3 separate regions of the Mus musculus genome follow, and all the other regions are linked to region 3. The links are chromatin contacts, called in public Hi-C maps. All regions are on one chromosome and are shown on one strand. The core of a region is the stretch at or near the end of the contact, and the rest is flanking DNA. Distances in the headings are between cores, read along the strand shown. Region 1 holds the start of Tbk1 (TANK-binding kinase 1). Region 2 holds the start of Cpsf6 (cleavage and polyadenylation specific factor 6). Region 3 holds the start of Tspan31 (tetraspanin 31).

What was found. Hi-C and Micro-C count contacts between places; a contact is called where the count stands out from the background.
Region 1: a contact with region 3 is called in a Hi-C map of B cells, with 5 read pairs. The contact joins the promoter of Tbk1 here to the promoter of Tspan31 in region 3. A contact is called at or near these places in 1 of 39 promoter capture datasets (cranial neural crest) and 1 of 484 Hi-C or Micro-C datasets (B cells).
Region 2: a contact with region 3 is called in a Hi-C map of B cells, with 5 read pairs. The contact joins the promoter of Cpsf6 here to the promoter of Tspan31 in region 3. A contact is called at or near these places in 1 of 39 promoter capture datasets (cranial neural crest) and 1 of 484 Hi-C or Micro-C datasets (B cells).

Annotation. Positions count from the first base shown.
Region 1 is chr10:121,585,479-121,588,178 of GRCm38.p6, forward strand. Tbk1 (TANK-binding kinase 1) reads right to left here and starts at 1,316. Exons shown (of 21, transcript NM_019786.4): 1 at 1,217-1,316. It overlaps Xpot (exportin, tRNA (nuclear export receptor for tRNAs)), which reads right to left. Exons shown (of 25, transcript NM_001081056.2): 25 at 1,902-2,700.
Region 2 is chr10:117,375,594-117,378,293 of GRCm38.p6, forward strand. Cpsf6 (cleavage and polyadenylation specific factor 6) reads right to left here and starts at 1,380. Exons shown (of 10, transcript NM_001013391.2): 1 at 1,246-1,380. The coding sequence starts at 1,305.
Region 3 is chr10:127,069,004-127,071,703 of GRCm38.p6, forward strand. Tspan31 (tetraspanin 31) reads right to left here and starts at 1,258. Exons shown (of 6, transcript NM_025982.4): 1 at 1,112-1,258; 2 at 343-510. The coding sequence starts at 1,174. A730063M14Rik (RIKEN cDNA A730063M14 gene) reads left to right here and starts at 1,478. Exons shown (of 2, transcript NR_040660.1): 1 at 1,478-1,621; 2 at 1,914-2,098.

The sequences.
Region 1 (2,700 bases), core at 66-2,565, 5.5 Mb before region 3:
CAACACCAGACAGATCAGACTCCTTTAAGACTGTTGTGAGGTCAGATAGCAAGTCCATTTCCAGTAAGCTAGAACTCTGATCTTCCAAGTTAGGGTCCTGGGAAATGCCCAAGAGTCCAAGGTTCGACAATCTCTTACACAGTACTTATACTTAGAATTTTATCACCTATGTAATTTAGATAAGAAATTGTACAGCCATCTGTCTATTTGAAGTAAGCAAAAAAGGAACCCTTTTCGAAAACAACAAATGCACTTACCACTTAACTACGTACGCTCCATTCAAGGGGCGATAAACCCAAATATGTAACGGGAAACCTTCCCTAATTGATGCTGCACTGCTGTTAAATAACTGTAAAGGACAGATTCATCACCAAGTGCGCATATGTCTCTAGTGGGTAGCTGAAAACATATTTATCAGCTAAGATATATAAGATAAGCTCTCTCTCTATACCAATATAAAAAGATGGGTCCGCAATAGTAATGGTCTGAAACTTTTCCAGGAACCCCCTCGGGACTAAAACATGACTCAGCACACCCAACGGATGCTTGCTATGTAAATCTCCCCAAATCCTGACAAGTGTATTATCTGGCATTCAACAAGTAAGTTATCTGTGATTCTGTAGGCAGTCTACTTCCTTTGATTGCTTAAAGCGAAAGTTACCGAGGATAAAACAGGTCTGGTGACATGGTGTAGGGACAAAAGTTCCAGGATTTCCCAACTCTCCCTCTATGTCACCCATTTACTCCGTAGATAGCAGAGGTCCCGGAATGGGAAAGGTCGGGTTTTGACAGTTCTCGGGGGAGAATCCGTCTTGGGACGCCTGACAGAAAACACCAGGGGAATGGATCCGGGAAATAAATCCAGCAGGTCGGGGAGGAACGAGAAGACAGGGGGGTTTGCATTTCGCTGTGTACATTAAAAACGTCTGGTGCCGGTATCCTCGGGTGAGTCAACCCTCGGGAACGCCAGTCCGTCTAAAAACTGCCGGCGGCGGCAGCTGGACCAAGGGTGGGAGCGGCGAGTCAACTCCGGCCAGGGCAGCCCCGGTGCCCGGGCGGCCGCCAGGGCCCATCCCGGGCGAGCGCGAGGCTGCGGGGCTCCCGGGGCCGCGGCCCCGCGCTGACTCAGCACGCCGCCTCCCCGACCCCTGGGCGCGCCCCCGCCCGGCCCCTCCGGCCCCGTCCGCCCCCACCGGCCTCCGCCCGCCCCTCTTACCCCGCGAGTGTCCGCCGCGTACAGCCCGCGGCTCCCGGGCCTTCTCGCGCCCCAGGCTACTTCCGGCTTCGCCAGCCCGGGCCACGGAGCACGTGACCGAGTGCGGGGCGCGCCTGCGCGTGCGTACTCCGCGGCGGCCGAGCTCGCTGGGCTGCAGTCTCCAGTGCGGGCGGGAGGAGCTAAGGGAGTGCGGGGCGGCCGGCGTGCGGCAAGGAGGTGACGCCCACGGCCACCCGTGGACAGCGGGCTGGCCGCCGATCGCTTTCGCAGAGTAGATGGGGCGGGTTTGTGTTTCAACGTCGCTTGGCTGCTGCGTGAAGCAAGTATCCGTTCATGCCATCAGTACTCTTTAAGTCGCTTTCAGTTTCTGTTTTTGAAAATGGTAACACTGGAGACTTGAACTTGACAACTTAAGAGGTAAACTGCTGTATGATCAGGTCCTGCTCAAGCAGGCATTCCTTACAAGGATTTGCTTCCAAGGAAGCACGATGCACCAAATTCCTCTTTCTACCTAAGGCACCCTCCAGACCGAGGGCGAGCAGATCTCCGAGGACGGGAGCCGGGAGTGGTTAAGGGCTGGCAGAGGCGTTGACTGAAACAGGGGGCTGAAGCTGAATCTCTGCCCACTTCTAATCCGTTTTCATCAAACTCAAAATGGAGATTTTAAAAGGCCCACTCCAATGACTTCTTAGAAAGTTATTTTATTAGAATTTTAGACAGTTTAGGCAACAAGACCATTCTAACCGCAAATGCACGTCTTACAATAGAATATTTCAGTTCTGTTAATGACATGACAGATTCATCCAAGTTTCTTCCAACAAAAAACCCAACGTTCAAAAGTTATGAAGTATGACTAAGCCAAAGGACTTCACATGTTTACCACAGAAGTGATACACAGTAAAATACCACATAATACTTCTAAAAAAGTCAAGCCACTTGTGAAACTATTAGCAAGCACAGAGACGGAAACTCCACTGGTTAGGCACAGGACTAACTCAGGCACCATAAAACCCTCTGTCTTCTCACCTGTAACAAATGAGATTCCCTAGAGAGAATTATTTGGGTGCTTGCTTTTAAAAATCAGGTACTCAATGACGGAAAGGCTTCTTGGTCATGACGGTACTTGGGTAATCTCAAGGAATGAAGATGAGGATCATTAGACATGATTACATTAAAATTAAGTTCCTTATGTATATGCTCTGATTTCCATGTCCTGATTTCTCAGGTCTAAACACATGAACCCTCTGTAGGGCTTTAGAGAGCCGTGTATGGACTCGATAGTACAGTAATACAAGCTAATACTGAGACCTGTGTTTTAATTCATTGGATTCTTTACAAGTTATGAGGTAGCTACCACTGTTCCCCATTTCTGACGGGGAAACCAAGGCAGGAAGAAGTTATTTAACTTGCTCAAGGTCCTAAAATCGGTTACTGGTGTTAAGTGGTGTTTGAATCTACTTAAATCTGGATCCAGAGTCCTCGTT
Region 2 (2,700 bases), core at 130-2,629, 9.7 Mb before region 3:
AGGGAAAACGCCATACAAACCAATGGCATTTTATTCAGGTTCTCATCCGTACCTTAGAATTTTTTAATATGGTGGGGTGTAAATTTGAAAACCGTGAATATAGGAAATGCACTAAAAAAAAAAAAATATTTAGAGGGCAGTAAGAGGCTAGACGATCCAAACCCTGGCAAGCAGACCCTTCCAAGGATATTTATTCATCATGAGACGCTGGTTCTAGGCATCCCAGGCGGGTGAGACCGGAAAACCTTACACGTCTCACTTTCTCCAGCCTTTCAAACCGTGAAGTCGAGCCCACAGGGCAAACACTTCGCTTTCAAACTACAGTCACGTTCACAACGACTTGTCAGGCACGCTACCCAGGATTCCGATTCCGAGTGGCCGGTCTCCCTTTCAGTCTCTCCGGTCTGTTAAGCTAGGATACCACCATCTTTTTTGTTCTGTCCAGCCACCGCGCTCCCAAGTCTTTGGCGCAAGCCATTTATCCTCTCCGATATTTCGCTTCACAAAGGCCAAGGACTGGGCCTCGGAGGCACTGCAAACCCTCGATGACCAAGGCGGGCCGACGCACCGACTTTTAAATGCGATCGGTGGCTCCAAAAGTCAGATGACTTGTTGCGGATGGAACCAAACCTAAGCAGCCTTCCCTTAAGGGGACCGGCGAGCAAGGAACCGGGCGCCACGCCGAAACCCGTCGCAAAGGCGAGCGGGAGCCCAGGGAGAGCGGGCGCGCGGGATACAAAGGGCTGTGAACGCGGCCTTCCATGAGGCGACCGTGCGCGGACAGAGACACAAAATGGAGCGGCGGGAGGAGGAATCGGAACCCGAGGCGGCAGGGCCGGGATGGAGGCGGCGGGCGAGCGCGCGGCCGGGCCAGGGCTTCCCCTCTGGCCGGCCGCGGGGGAGGGGGCGCGGCGGCCCGTTCTCCCCGCCCCGCACACGCGGCCTAGCTCGGCGGGAAGCGCCCGCCACCGAGCCAACAATGGAGCGGGAGACCGTCCGGAGGAACCGGGCGGGCGGCTGCAGGGCGACCGGGCCCCGCGCTCCAGAGCCCCGCGGCCCGCAAAACGACGCGCGAGAACAAGGGCTGAGGGGCCGTCGCGCACGGCGGCGCGGCCCGGAGGCGCCAAGGGCGCACGGTCTGCAGCGAAGCCGGCTCGCGGCCCGCGGCGGCCCTGGTCAGCCGGGCGTCCGGGCCGCGGCACAGTCTGCGGCGGCGGCGGCGGCGGAGCCCGGACCCTCACGTACCTGGTTGAACTCTTCACCCACATCCGCGTAAATGTCTATGTGGTCCACACCGTCCGCCATCTTCCCTCGGCCTCGGCCGCCGCCGCCGCCGCCTCCTGCAGGTCGGCCCGCCGAGGCAGCAGCAGCGGATCTGGCGGTGGGGGCGGGGCGCCCTACGTCACTTCCGAGGGGCGGAGACCAGGGCGCAGCGGCCCGCTGCTGGTGACGGGGGACCCCGCCGAAGGTCCGCGGCGGTTCCGAGGCGCTAACTCGTTCCTTTGTGTGCAGGATTAAGCCGCGGCTGGGGCAGGGGCGTGATTTCCTGTGCTACCCCGCCATACCGCATGCCATGGAACCCGCTTGTTTTCAGAGACTGTCTTTTCAAACTGCTTCTGGCACTATTTATCTATCTACATATCTATAGATGAGAGATCTATCTAGTGAGAGATATAGATATATATACATCTATATAGAGAGAGATAGATATTTATATATTTGCGTTTTCATTTTTTTCCTACTTTTTTTTTTTTTTTTTGCTTCCAAGGTTTCGAGAGATGAGAGTTATGTGTACGCAATTAAAAGCGAGATATGATGTCCTGGCCAATGTCTTATTCTTGCTTCTTCAGACAACTGAATTTTTTGAGTTATTTGCATATAGCATATTTGCATCTCTTATCTTTATGCAGTTGTAAGCATCTTTTCCGCTCCTTCCTTCACATCCTCCTCTTCCCCCTTCCTCCCCCATTGCCCTTGCTTTTACCTTTTTATCTCTGTTGTAGGTTTTCTCCAGCCATCGTTCAAAGGATTCTATCCTCATTTTTAGAGCACGTACAACAGAGCAGATGTATCCTAAATCAACGAACTCCTGGATTCAGAATGCTGAGCTAGAAGGGAAATTAAAACGGTGGCTTGAGGTCCAAACATCCCGTTTTACAGATGAGAGAACTAAGGACTCGTAGAGCATAAGTTATTTAACTGGGGTTACATGGCTCGTAAAAGTGCACACCTTTTGACGCCGATATATGATTCAGAGATCTCTCTCCATTTCCAACGGCTCCACCTATTTCTTTCCTTCCCGTTCAAAAACTCACCAGGTCACTCAGCTGCCTGTGTGCTTGATATAAATTCAGTTCCCACAGCGCTCTCAAGGAGCGTAGAGAGAACCGAACCAAATCCTCTTAAGTAGTCCTCTGATCTACTCAGCACCTCTGACTGCTCTCACTTCCAGCCCCACCCTGCCAAACAAATTAACAAAAAAGCAAAACAATAACCAAAATAATAATAATAACAAAAATACCAGATGCAGACTGGTCTGAAATCATCAAAAACCTAAAGAAACATCTATGCTTGAGATGTCTGTAAAATCTTGGTTGCAGTCACAGAGACTAATCTCTTAATCTGAATAAACATTTCTTTAAATTCCTTTTTTATACATCGGGGTGTTTTGCCTGCATACAGTCTGTGTACTACACATGT
Region 3 (2,700 bases), core at 8-2,507:
GGCAAAAAGACCTGTTTTCCATTTAAAATACCTCATTCAGGGAGACAGACAGACAAAGCTGTGTGGTAGCCAGCCTAGTGTGAGCTCCAAGCTAGGACTACATAGCATAGGCCCAGTTTCTGTCTTTAAAATCTCACCACTGTAATTCTAACTGCGATGTGGCAGGCAAGGGGGCAGAGTTCAAGGCCCTTCTCTGTTCACAAACTGCACTTTTTATCAAGTTGGGGGAAAACCGTCAACTTGTGTGGGTTACAGAGTAAGAACAAAGAGACGTGTTTGAGGTCCCCTGGTCCCCTTCCCAGGAAAAGCCCGCTCAGGCCCCAATCACTAAGGCCAGGATACAAAGAAGAGCAGCACTTGATGGTGGTTCGCGGCGCCCACCAGTCCTGCCACCGCGATGAGGAGAAGGAAGACTCCCACAGCAATGACTCCTCCAATGATGTGAATGCTAGACACCACACCGAGGCCCTTGCCCCAGGCAGCCACGCCAATGAGCAAAAAGCCCACAAGCTGCAAGAAATAGAAAGAATACACTTTATTCAGCCTGATGTGGTGGCTCATACCTGCAACCGCAGCACAGCGAAGTTCCAGGTTAGTCTGTGCTAGCTAGCTCGCTATACAGTGAGACCCGGTCATCGCCAAAGATTTCTAGCAATGCAGCACAGCCCAAGGCTATATTACAAGGGGACGTGGACTTGACAAGCTAAGCGCTTGAGGTGTGCAGTCAGTACTGTTCATCTCTAAGCGCACTTCCCAAGCAACTGGGAATGACTGAGAGAGAGTAGGGCAGGGTAAGTAGGTACCTAACACACAAATGGAAGCCTTGGCGTTGTCTAGTAACTCTAGTTTGGGAAGAAACTGGAGCAGAAAGTGAAGACTGGAACTATAGGCCCTCAGTCTCCAATCCACCCCTGCCCACCACCAAACAAGCCCCCTCATCACCGGAAGTCTATCTATCCTCTTCCACGGAAGTACCCAGGAATTCCCTCTTCGCCGGAAGTTTCTGGGAAGCTTCCCAGAACCCCCAGTACACCCCTCTCCACGCCGGAAGTCCCCTAGAAACTCCCCCATTCTTTCCGCCCCGGAGATTTATCCATTTCCAAAACCTCACCATATAAACCACGTTGAGAGCGCACAGCGCATTCCTGGAACAGGCAAATCCGCCGCAAACCATCTCCCCAGATCTGGGGACCCAAATGGTCCCAAGACTTGTGGGGAGGGTATCGAGGACCGTCTTGTAGGACTCCCAACCGCGTCTATCGCTTTAAATCCAAGCCACCCAAACCAATTCTCTGCGCCTGCACCGTCCCACCCCTGCTTCTGGATTGGTGAAACTCGTGGCTAATCCAAGACATCCAGGACTTCAATGCCAATCAATCTGCATTACGTCACCAGCCTGCCTCCCAGTCTTGCCCTTAGTTTCTTCATTGGAGGAAACTTAAAAAAAAAAAAAAAAGAAGAAGAAGAAGAGGAAGGCGAAAGAAAGAAAGAAACCGAGGCCAGGGTTTCTAGACAGTGTCTTAGAGACCAGAAGCTAACTAAAAAAAAAAAAAAAAAATCTTGGATTCCTGAGTACGGAATTTCGAGACTAGGAACCCGAGGAGATACTCAGGAGACTCAGGTGAACAGAAAAAAGGGGTTTCGTAGAGGTGAGAGGAAGGGGCTCTGCACCTCTAAAGGTAACCCTTTTCCGCCGATTTCCCGTGTTTCCCGATGATCTCACGTTGGTGCCATCGTTTCACTGTTATACTCTGGAACAGTCATACTCTGGAACAGCACGAGGAGCCAAATGCACTATGAAGCCCAGCTAGAGAGGATCCAAGTCGGGCGTAGCATTAGCGGGCAAATCCTCACGCATTTGTTAACTGTGTTTGCTAGTACTCACGTTCCGTTCTGCATCCCTTTCCCTGCAGTGTGGACACGCCAGAAATTCAGGTGGAAACAGTGACTTGAGGCCGGCGCATTCCTGTTCGTGACAAAACCACAGGCACAGACGCTGGTGTGCTCTACATCTTTAGAACACAAACGTGCTGGATCAGGCTTGGCACATGACGCAAAGTGGGGGCGAGTCTGGAATATGAATAAATAAGAGCCTCCATACTGTCTCTTTTTAAATTTTTATTTTTATTTTATGTGCATTGGCGGGTTTGCCTGCATGTATGTCTGTGTGAGGATGTCGTATCCCAGGAAATGTAGTGTACCCCAGGAAATGTAGTTGCAAACAGTTGTAAGCTGCCATGTGGTTGCTGGGAATTGAACCCAGGTCCTCTGGAAGAACAGCCAGTGCTCCTAATCACTGAGCCATCATCTCTCCAGCCCGGAGGCTCAATACTTTCACTCCAGTGGGTGGCTGGTCGATAACGTTATTGCATAAGCGTTTGGATACAGTGCCCTTTTAGTGGAGTGACAAACGACACTACCTTTCTCTTCCTCCTGGGCAAAGAAGCAGCTGTGGTAGGAATGAAGCCAGAGAATGCTCCCATCAGCTCCACACAGTGATTCGAGCCCACGTGTGCTCACACCCTGTGACTGCCAACAGTCTATCCGTGCTGCAGTCAAACTGCATGGGTTTGAACTTTCTGGCTCACCATCTGCACCGGCCAGGTACTTAAATCCCCTATATCTTCTTCATCTGTCAAAGAGGGAAAGACGGCCATGCAACACACCTAGCAATACTTCTTTAACAAATTCAAGATGGTC